Regions from separate parts of the Mus musculus genome. Here regions 1 and 3 are each linked to region 2. Evidence: chromatin contacts called from public Hi-C and HiChIP or PLAC-seq data. All regions are on one chromosome and are shown on one strand. Each heading gives the region's core, a stretch centred on a gene start, on an enhancer-like site or on the middle of the called end of the contact. The rest is flanking DNA. Distances are from core to core; before and after follow the strand shown.

Region 1 (2,951 bases), core at 154-2,653, 100 kb before region 2:
GAACCTTAAATATTCAAAAACTATTTTTGAAGTAATGCACCCTCTACCTTTCTATCAATTTTCTTCTGTAAGATTTGATTTGTTTGAATATGTCTGTGACCACAGGATTTCATGGTGGCCGTAAACTAGGCAGTTCTACTATGAGAGCACTGCTTCAGCCATGACATTGAGGTGGTGGTAATGTGTTTGTTAGCTTGGTTGGAGTTCAGCTGGGAAACATGTCCAGAGGAGCCTTTCTAGCTCATCACCACCATCATAATATCCATCCCCATCACCCACTCAATGTATTTTGCCAAGTGAATGCTAAAAACGAGTATTTCTACAGAACTCTCCAGAAATATAAAATCCCCATGTAACAACTGATATAAAAGTTTGTAAAATAATAATGTTCACAAAAATGATTTCAGGGGAGTTCTCTATAGTGTTCCTCATGACCCACACTCTTGGGAACTGGACACTGTTAGAGTTAATGTTTATATGATTTTTCACCATTTATTTATTTATTTATTTATTCATTCATTCATTCATTTTACACAGGCTTTCTCCATTAGTTAGTTAATTTATTCATTTTACATGGGAATGTTTAAAAGAATAAACTCAATAAAATTAAAAAGAATAAAAACACCTTTAAGCATCCCAGCATTTCTGCCTCTTTACTCATCTTATTTCTCAAATGAGGAAGCAGATAGAAGCAAACCACAGTTTCGCCTGCCCCTTTGTCTGCAGCAGATCATTTTCAAAGCTGCTGTCAGCCTTGTTTGAGGTCAGAGCTGGCAGCAGAGCCAAAGCTCCCTGTCTCTGGGCCACTATTCATTTACATCTGTGTAGGAAGCCCTTGAGAGCTCCCATGGCTCCCATAGTTCCATTCTGCCTGTCGCCTGTCATATGGACTCCCTGTCCACTGCTCCGTAAGCACGGCATTGACTGTCCTCTTCCTTACTCCTCTCCAGTCTCTGCGTCCTCTGTGCTGTGACTGCTCTGTGAACTCTTGCTTGCAGAGGAACCACTGGACCTGAGTTTCTGACACACAGCATTTGCTCTCTCCGCCATACCAATGGCCACCAGCAGAATAATCTCTAGGTACCACTATGACGGCATCATGAAAAAGTGAATCTAGTTTAAACCCAGGACCTCTTTGTGAAACCAGGGAAGAAAACGTGCAGTTTGCACGCCAATGAAACTGGTTATAGTTCTAATCAAAAGATGAATGTCTACCCATATCAACATTGTAAGAATCTAGCACACTCAGTAACTAAAATGACATGTGCCTGGGTTAGCTGAGTAGAGTCCAAAGTCTAGTCCTGGACATGTAGTTCTGACTTTTACAGCCACTGTATACACACATGGGGCCACTGTCAGCTTCTCTGAGAGCATGACTCATAATTCTGCTCAGCCTCTTGCTCACTGTGGGACAACCCATACCCAGCCAAGCCAGCCTGACTCACAGTGGCTCTACTATAAACGGGGCTGACAAGAAAGCCGTGTGTACCTTTGCTGCCAGGTCTCCCTCCATAGGATCTCCGGTGTGCAGTGTTTAGGTGAGCATACAGTGTGCATCTGGGAAACAGTGAGAGCCATGGGTGTGGCATTGACTGAGGAAGGGGACTCCAGGGACAGCACAGTGATCTACCTGAGACCCATATTAGTCCAAGCAGCTGTGTCTCAAGAGAAGCAGACAGGTGGCCAGTCCACTAGGGGCCAAGGCAGCCAGAGATATGTGTTCTGCTTAACAGGAAAGGATTAACAAGCAGGAGGGAAGTCTTCAAGAGTGACAATGACAATGACTGGCTAGAAAATATGGAGCATGTCTCCTTCCTTTTAATAAACATTTAACATCAGAATGAATCTTGGCAGTGTGGAGCCTGCTATAAATACCTCCTTCCTCCTTTGCTGGGTGTATAGGGTACTCTGTAGGAGAGACCCCCTTCCAGCTCAGATGAGTGAGCATCCAAGTCCACCTAAAGGCTCACTAAGACAAATGGGTATCTTTGCCTGAAGAAGCTGAATGAAGGAGATGTACAAACAGGATAGAACAGAGCATGGCATCCTGGTCTATGTGTAAAAGTTCATCAGGAATGCCACACATCCTCTTGGACAGAAACCAGGAGCTTGGTAGTTGTGTCAATGACTGTTCGCAGCACTAGGTCACATGTGCGTGGAAGAGCCTAAGAGCTGTTTTCAGTTCTGCTGCTAAGCTTAGGTTTTCTGTGTGTTGCCTGTTCCCATACAGAACTGAGGGACCTGTGTAGCCTGCGGAATCCAACAGCGACCATGTTGGTGTCTTTCTCTCCTTCCACACAAACTACAGACTCCCAGTTCCGGGGATGGAGCACGGCCCTTGGCATGAGCTCTCAGGTCCTTCTCACCAGGCCAGGGTGTGACACTATTGCTGCTCTTTCGTCTCTTTGGTGACTCCCGGAAGCCTGGCTCCAAGGATTCCCTGTTTGGTGCCTGTTATCCATGGTTGCCCCTCCTGTTACTCACTCATGTCTTTCTTGTGAGTAAGGAGCTAAGGGAGTGGCAACACCTCGGACTCTGCCACTTCCCACAGTTGGCAGTGAGATGGCAAAGCTACTCATTAATGTAGTTGCGATAGCCAGACATCCAAGTACTGAGAGAGCTGAGACTCCTGAGCGATCACACATTTCTCCAGCTGCATGAGGGGTCAGCTTTCACACATGGCTGATGACCTTGTTTGAGGGCACCTCCCCAAACAGAACCCCAAAGAGTTTCTGGGGTTCTGGTTGCCTGGTAGGGAGAGGATGGGGTTGCTAAGAGACCAGGGAGACCTACTCCTCTCCCAGCTGAGATGTTAGCCCTGTTTTCTACAGACTGAGCCAGTTGCTTATTTGGATTGTAGAAGATGTGACATTAAACAATGGTGAATTGACTTCAAGTCCACAGGCTGGTTCCCATGTATGAGAGAGAGGGTGCTGAGGAGTGCTGGCTGG
Region 2 (2,919 bases), core at 359-2,858:
ATTGTATTTTGGAACAACCTCATGACCATCAAGTTGATCTTGGCTAGCCTTCCCAGAGATTTCCTCATGTTATCTGCTAACCAAACTCAGCCTTCCAATCTCTTTTCACACCCTCGATGGGTTTCCTCCCAGCACAGCCTGTCCACTCCCTTGCCCAATGTTTATCAGTATCTCCTGCAGACTCATAGTTGTATGGTTTTTTTTTTTTTAAAGTTCTCTGGGGAAAGTGGGAGACAACTTAGTCAGTAAGATGCCTGCCATGCAAGCATAAGACCTGAGCTTGTATCCTTGGCACTCACATAAAAAGCTGGGCTTAGTGGCACACACTTATAATCCAAGTACCAGGGATGTGGAGACAGAAGACTCCTGAGCCTCGCTGGCCAGCTGGTCTAGATAAAATGGTGAGCCCCAGGTTCAGTGAGAGACTCGGCCTCAAAAACAGAAAAAACAAGTAAGGGAGACTATCAGCTTCTGGTTTCCACCCATGCCTTCATGTATGCGTGCGTGCGCACACACGCACGCGCACACGTACACATACACGCACAGAGAGAGAGAGAGAGAGAGAGAGAGAAACAAGCGTTAGACCCTAGGTCTGCTTTAGTTTGCAAGGCTAGCGTCTGAGCCCTTGTTTTAGCAAGAATGAACGTGAATTTTGTGCAGGAGTTTAGAGGAGACCTGGATAGGGACAGATGGCAAGCCAGTGGAGACCAGTAACCTAGTGATCTGCTGGTTTTGTTTGAGAAAGGCCAAATGACTTGGGTGTGTTCCTTCACCTGAGTCATTCACATCTTCCTGGTCTGAGACATGAAGGACTGGATAAGGATTTTTACAAAGGTCTCATGGAGACAAAACTTTGTGATAGCTGGATTTGAGCTAACCACAGCGGTCCCCAGCAGATAATGACTGCTGTATATCAACAAGGCTCTGGCCCGTGAGGTTAGTCCTTACTGGGATGGGTTTGCAAATTATTATCTCTGTGATGATAATCTCTGTTTTGACAGCAGCTGTCCTGAGGCTCTCATCTCTGTCCACTTCTATTTGCTCTTAATCTGCTAAAAAAGAAAAAAAAGCCACCGTAGGAAGGTTTTGTTAATGGAAAACTTTTATTTGAAAAGCAGTCAGTTTTCTTCCCATTCTGCTGCTGACGGGCGACAAGAATAAACAAACACTGGGGTTCTGTGAACTTTGACTTTACAGAGTGGCTCTAACACTTATCCAGTGTGCCGGAGGCTCCTTTAATCCCCAGAGATGCAGACCGAGAGGGTGGCTCTCCCCTGCCCTCAGAGCCAGTCTACGGGACCCTTTCCAGGAGCCACAAGGTGCTTCATTTCCCTGGTGGGTGTGGGTGTGGTTCACTGCAAAGACCAGTTAATATGCTTAGAAACCATGGCCACCCCAATATTGCCCGGCCCCACACTTGGGGAGTTTGGCAGAGGTCAGATTGAAAATTGTATGTCTTTGAGATGCTAGAGGTTCGCCGTGCCCACCGTCAGTCCCAGGAATTTCTAGTTCACAAACCTATTTTGGCTTCCTTCCAATATGAAGCCAGCTCTGACATTCCCTTATGCTGTTTCCTGTTGTGGGCGGATTGATTTAATTTTTAATGAGTGATTCACTGTCCGTGGCTGTGTGTTTTCCTCCTGTTGAGCTGAGTATTAAGTCATGTTTCCTTTAAAACATTATTTTTGATATCAACCGAGCAATGTGGTGCTCAGCTGTGGAGACAAAGGGACCCAGCTATGTCCCAGAAGGGATGGCATTTAACCTGCCCTGGGAAATGACAGTTGTGTGCTGTGCTGTTCTCCCAAGAGGAGACTGCCTATTAAACAGCCAGAGTGTTTCTTTTATCATAGTACAGAGCTCTGTAATTTTAAGAAGAGTTTTCAGGTTTTTTAGTGTTAATCTTGAGCCCCTTGGAAAGTCTCGTGCTAGGCATCCCTGTTGGAAAGCCTGCCTGGAACATGAGCTGCCCCATTGTTGTGTCTTCCCTCATGTCTGTTACTCACTCCACGCAGCTTCTGTCTGCTCAGCCAGGTCATGACCAAAAAAACCAGTATGAGAAATACACTGATCCCCCAGAGCAGCTCCTCCTCTTTGGTCCCCTCTCTTGCCAAACTCACCAAGTGCCTCTCCTATAGGAGGTATCAAAATGAGGACCACCCTGGCCTTATGAGGAGACTCTCCTCGATGGCCTGAGCATTAAGCCGGGGGCCTGCTGGATAAGTGGTCCCGGCTTTCCCCTATAACCAACTCAGTGAGACCCCAGTATCATATTTTACAGTGAAACCTGTGCACTTGGGAATCCAGGAGGGTGAAAAATGCAGCCAACAAACGGCTCACAGAGGCAGCAGCAAGGTGAGCAGGGTGAGTGGCCTGCTAGGTGTGGGAGGTCATGATTCAAAAGTGGCAGTTTTAAGAATGAGGGCTAATGAGATGACTCAGCAGGTAAAGGCACTTGCCTCAAACCTGATGACAGGAGTTCGGTCCTGTGTGATTAAAGGAGGGAACCAACTCCTTCAACTTGTTCGTCCTCTGACCTACACACACACACACACACACATACACACACACATACACACACACACACACACACACACACACACACACACACACCACAGGCACATACTATGCACATACACACTACACACTCACTACAAACACACATATGCACACTTGCACTACATACACACATAAGCACACACACATACACACACACACACACATAGACATGCACACACACTAACTGTTAATAAGAATCCCAGAGTAAATGTTTTTAATAAGACAGTTGAAGAGATACGACAACCATACTTCAGGGGAAGCGGGGCTCCAGAAAGCAGTCTTGCTACAAGTGAAGACTCCTAAAACTACAGCAGCTGAGAGTGTCCTGCTTTGAAAATGAGCTGCTTTTTGTTTATTTGG
Region 3 (2,963 bases), core at 276-2,775, 130 kb after region 2:
GTCTGCCTGGGCTATGTAGTCACACCCCACTTACAAGAAAAATTGTCCCCAATAAAACCCCAAACCTCCAATCAAACAAACACTAAACAATAGCAGCTAAACTTCTCTGGGAAGGGGTTCCCCGTGGCTGGCAGTAGGTAGGCAGGGAGAGGCCCCACCGCACCCCTGAGGGCATGAAGTCTCAACTCCTTCCAGATCTGGTAATTCCTGTTTCCTGGCCTCCTCAATGGTGTGTTTATAAAAGGAGGCAGGTGAGGTGTAATAGTGCAGCGGGAGGGAGCACCCTAGCTGGCCTGCCCAAGGTGTCCTTCCCGAGGGATCAGCCGTGTAATAGACCTAATATGAAGAAGGTTTATTGTTAAGAATGGGAAGGGGACCTGGAGAGTGGATAGAGGCAGAGAAAGGAAGGTAACAGTGAAGAACAGAAAGAGAGGAGAGAGGAAGAGGGAAAGAGGTCACTGGGGACATGTGGGGGATGGGGAGGTGGAAAGAGAGAGGGTGAGGGAAGAGAAGGGGGAGGCACGGAGCAGTCTTGCTATTTGCTTGCCTGCTAGCACTACCTGAAGGGTGGAGTTGCAAGCTGTTGTAGTTTAGAGGAATTGCTAACACGTAGAGCTTAAATTTCAATACAGGACAAGGCCTGATGTCAGGTTCCCCAGCCAGATCAACTCAGCGTTACATAACGTGTTTAAAAAAAAAGGATTTGTATTAAACTCAAAAGTGGTGGATAGCTAGCCTTTCAAACAAAAAAAACCCAGCGTTCTGGAATCTTCTGGCAGAGCAAAGGATCAGTTTTCCCTTTACTTAGGCTCCACCCTCTGCACAGACGGTAGATCACTGCGGTGGCCTCTGAGGCCTGGGAGCTCGATGGCTGGGACCACAGCGTCACCTGGCGGCCACTTAGGGCCACTACACTATAGGTGCAACCCGGAATCTTGGGCACAGGAGCTCCGAGGTCTGCGCAGGTGCAGAGCCCAGCCTCGCCCTGCCTGCGCTGGGACCCGTGCTAAAGACTAGTCGGCCGACTAGGGGCTGCTTAAGCGACATCCAGAGGCCAGCAGCTTCAGGTCTCCACCTAGCGTTAGTGCCTAGACACTGCACTGTTCAGTGATGCACTGGGAGACCTGTGCCAAAGAGGGAAGTGCGAGTCTTAGAGTCCTGTCTGCTCTTTCGCCCTGCTTGGGACCTTGCAACAAAACCAAACTCAGCCTCAGGGCTGCTGGAACAGGATTATTAGAACATAACCACCGTAGGCTGAAAAACTGTGAATGAAGTGGAGCCATATTCTGTCTCACACATTATGAAACAAATACTTTCAAAACTTTGCAGCTCAATATCGCAATGACTGGCGTTGATCAACTTACACCACCACCACCCCTTAACAATAATAGCATGAGAAAATACCAGCCTGCAAAATAAGATCAATTTGGAAGCATGGCCTATCTGCGTAATTAGCCACTCAGTGTTTGAGATGCTCGGCGTCTACTGTGGGAGGCAGCGTGCTAAAGAGGAGTAAGAACTTGGAGTGTCCAAAAGGCAGGCTGCCTGCATAGGGGATCACTCCGGATTTACAGAGCCAGCGGCCTGGGAGGCGAGCTTTAGCGGGTTCTGAGTGTTGCTGCCATCTAGAGGAGAATCGCTGCAGGACACGTTCTTTTAACTTCGAAACTGCTTGAGTTTTTAGGAACTAACAGCAAGAGCAATGAGTTAGAAGGGCTACAGTCAGTCGACAAGGAGGACCTGCTCCAGGCTGGGCACCCTGCTGAGAGTTTCAGGCTCCTCCCAACCTTCCCAACCACTTTGTACCCTGTCACTCTGAATACTCCAGAGGTCCAAAGGTGCAATCACGGGGAGAGATCACTCTTGGGGGCTACCCTAAGAACAGGGCCTTCTTAATTGGAGCCCAAATGTCTAGGTGTATTGCTTGCCTGTTTATGCTTTTATTTTACAGAAGAAAGCGTACAAATCCAGAGAACCTAAAACTATTTCCGTAACCACACTCCTGTTTTGGCAGTAGAATATAAATCTACTATGTGTCTGCAGATGGAGACCTCCAATATTGAAGCTAGGCTGTGTCGAAGAGGCTTTTTTTCTTCTCCCCTTATGGTGTTTAGTTTGTTGTTGAAGGCCTCTCCCCTCCACCCTCTCCAGCTGCCTGCCTTCTTGCTTCCTACAGATGTCTTGACTCCTAACTACGACACTCCACCACACAGTAGTAGAGGCAGTAACCCTGGGGTAGACTCCATAAGATGAGTCAAAAAAGCTGAGCAGAGTCTAGCCCCTAATAGACCAGAGATGGTGATCTGGGATCCAGATGCCACCTGAGGACTGAGTGTGAACATCCAGCAGGACAGATAATGTTTCCTGCAGCTGCCCAGCCTCACTTACATGGTGCCCTGCAGGAGCTGGGGCCCTAGCTCATCACTTTTCTCAGCAGTCTCAGGCACCATTCCCACTGCACAGAAGGAATCCCACTTTCAGGGACTTGAGAGGCTTGGCCCACATGATACAGATGCTTTTCAAGAGAGCAGGTGACCTCCAGGTCTTTCTGAAATTCACTGGCCCCAGACATGCTCTCTGGAACCTCCATAGACCAAGTTGGCAGTGTGGCCCCATCGAAGAGTACCCATAAACCATCACGAACCAGGGTCATGTTCTTTTTCACCTCTCACAGGAGCAGTGCCCAGTGCTCAGAGCTATAGCAGTGAGGGCACAGATGAACTCCACTTGTGTGGTGCACTTGAAAGTAAATCCTGTCTGGAAGGAACAGGTACAGATTTTCATTGTCATTCCTTCCTTTTAAAAAAGGCACAGCGATGATTTACATGGGATTTGTGTATAAGCAGGCGTTGTAAGAAATGCAGGGTGATTTAAAGTATATAGGAGGATGTCGGCAGGTTTTACACAAACACCATACTTAGAAGAGAATCATCTCTAGTCCCAAGAAGAGAAACCTGACCTAT

What was found. A called contact is a pair of places that touch in the nucleus more often than the background predicts. HiChIP or PLAC-seq counts read pairs in DNA pulled down with a chosen protein or histone mark.
Region 1: a Hi-C map of bone marrow-derived macrophages shows a contact between it and region 2, with 48 read pairs. The contact joins two enhancer-like sites. A contact is called at or near these places in 17 of 39 promoter capture datasets (the 3T3-L1 cell line, 3T3-L1-derived adipocytes, the HPC-7 cell line and 11 more), 1 of 15 datasets of contacts at CTCF or cohesin (CD8 T cells), 6 of 484 Hi-C or Micro-C datasets (bone marrow-derived macrophages, embryonic fibroblasts, embryonic stem cells and 2 more), 7 of 115 datasets of contacts at active chromatin or transcription factors (T-cell acute lymphoblastic leukemia, bone marrow-derived macrophages, embryonic stem cells and 4 more) and 3 of 9 other capture datasets (adipose tissue, liver and pancreatic islet).
Region 3: a contact with region 2 is called in an HNF4G HiChIP or PLAC-seq map of pancreatic cancer cells. The contact joins two enhancer-like sites. A contact is called at or near these places in 3 of 115 datasets of contacts at active chromatin or transcription factors (bone marrow-derived macrophages, memory CD8 T cells and pancreatic cancer cells) and 1 of 9 other capture datasets (liver).

What each region holds. Positions count from the first base shown.
Region 1 is chr7:135,508,063-135,511,013 of GRCm38.p6, forward strand. No RefSeq gene overlaps it. Among named protein-coding and RNA genes, the nearest start is that of Clrn3, 19 kb to the right of the region's middle. Within about 2 kb of position 1,404, at least 63 of the 459 cell types and tissues checked have an H3K27ac peak or open chromatin away from gene starts, as enhancers often do. A contact at or near this core is called in the HPC-7 cell line, bone marrow-derived macrophages and pancreatic cancer cells, where this site is marked.
Region 2 is chr7:135,608,308-135,611,226 of GRCm38.p6, forward strand. The region is part of intron 2 of Ptpre (protein tyrosine phosphatase, receptor type, E); the gene reads left to right. Among named protein-coding and RNA genes, the nearest start is that of 5830432E09Rik, 43 kb to the right of the region's middle. Within about 2 kb of position 1,609, at least 72 of the 459 cell types and tissues checked have an H3K27ac peak or open chromatin away from gene starts, as enhancers often do. A contact at or near this core is called in the HPC-7 cell line, bone marrow-derived macrophages and pancreatic cancer cells, where this site is marked.
Region 3 is chr7:135,734,901-135,737,863 of GRCm38.p6, forward strand. No RefSeq gene overlaps it. Among named protein-coding and RNA genes, the nearest start is that of Mki67, 20 kb to the left of the region's middle. Within about 2 kb of position 1,526, at least 185 of the 459 cell types and tissues checked have an H3K27ac peak or open chromatin away from gene starts, as enhancers often do. A contact at or near this core is called in bone marrow-derived macrophages and pancreatic cancer cells, where this site is marked.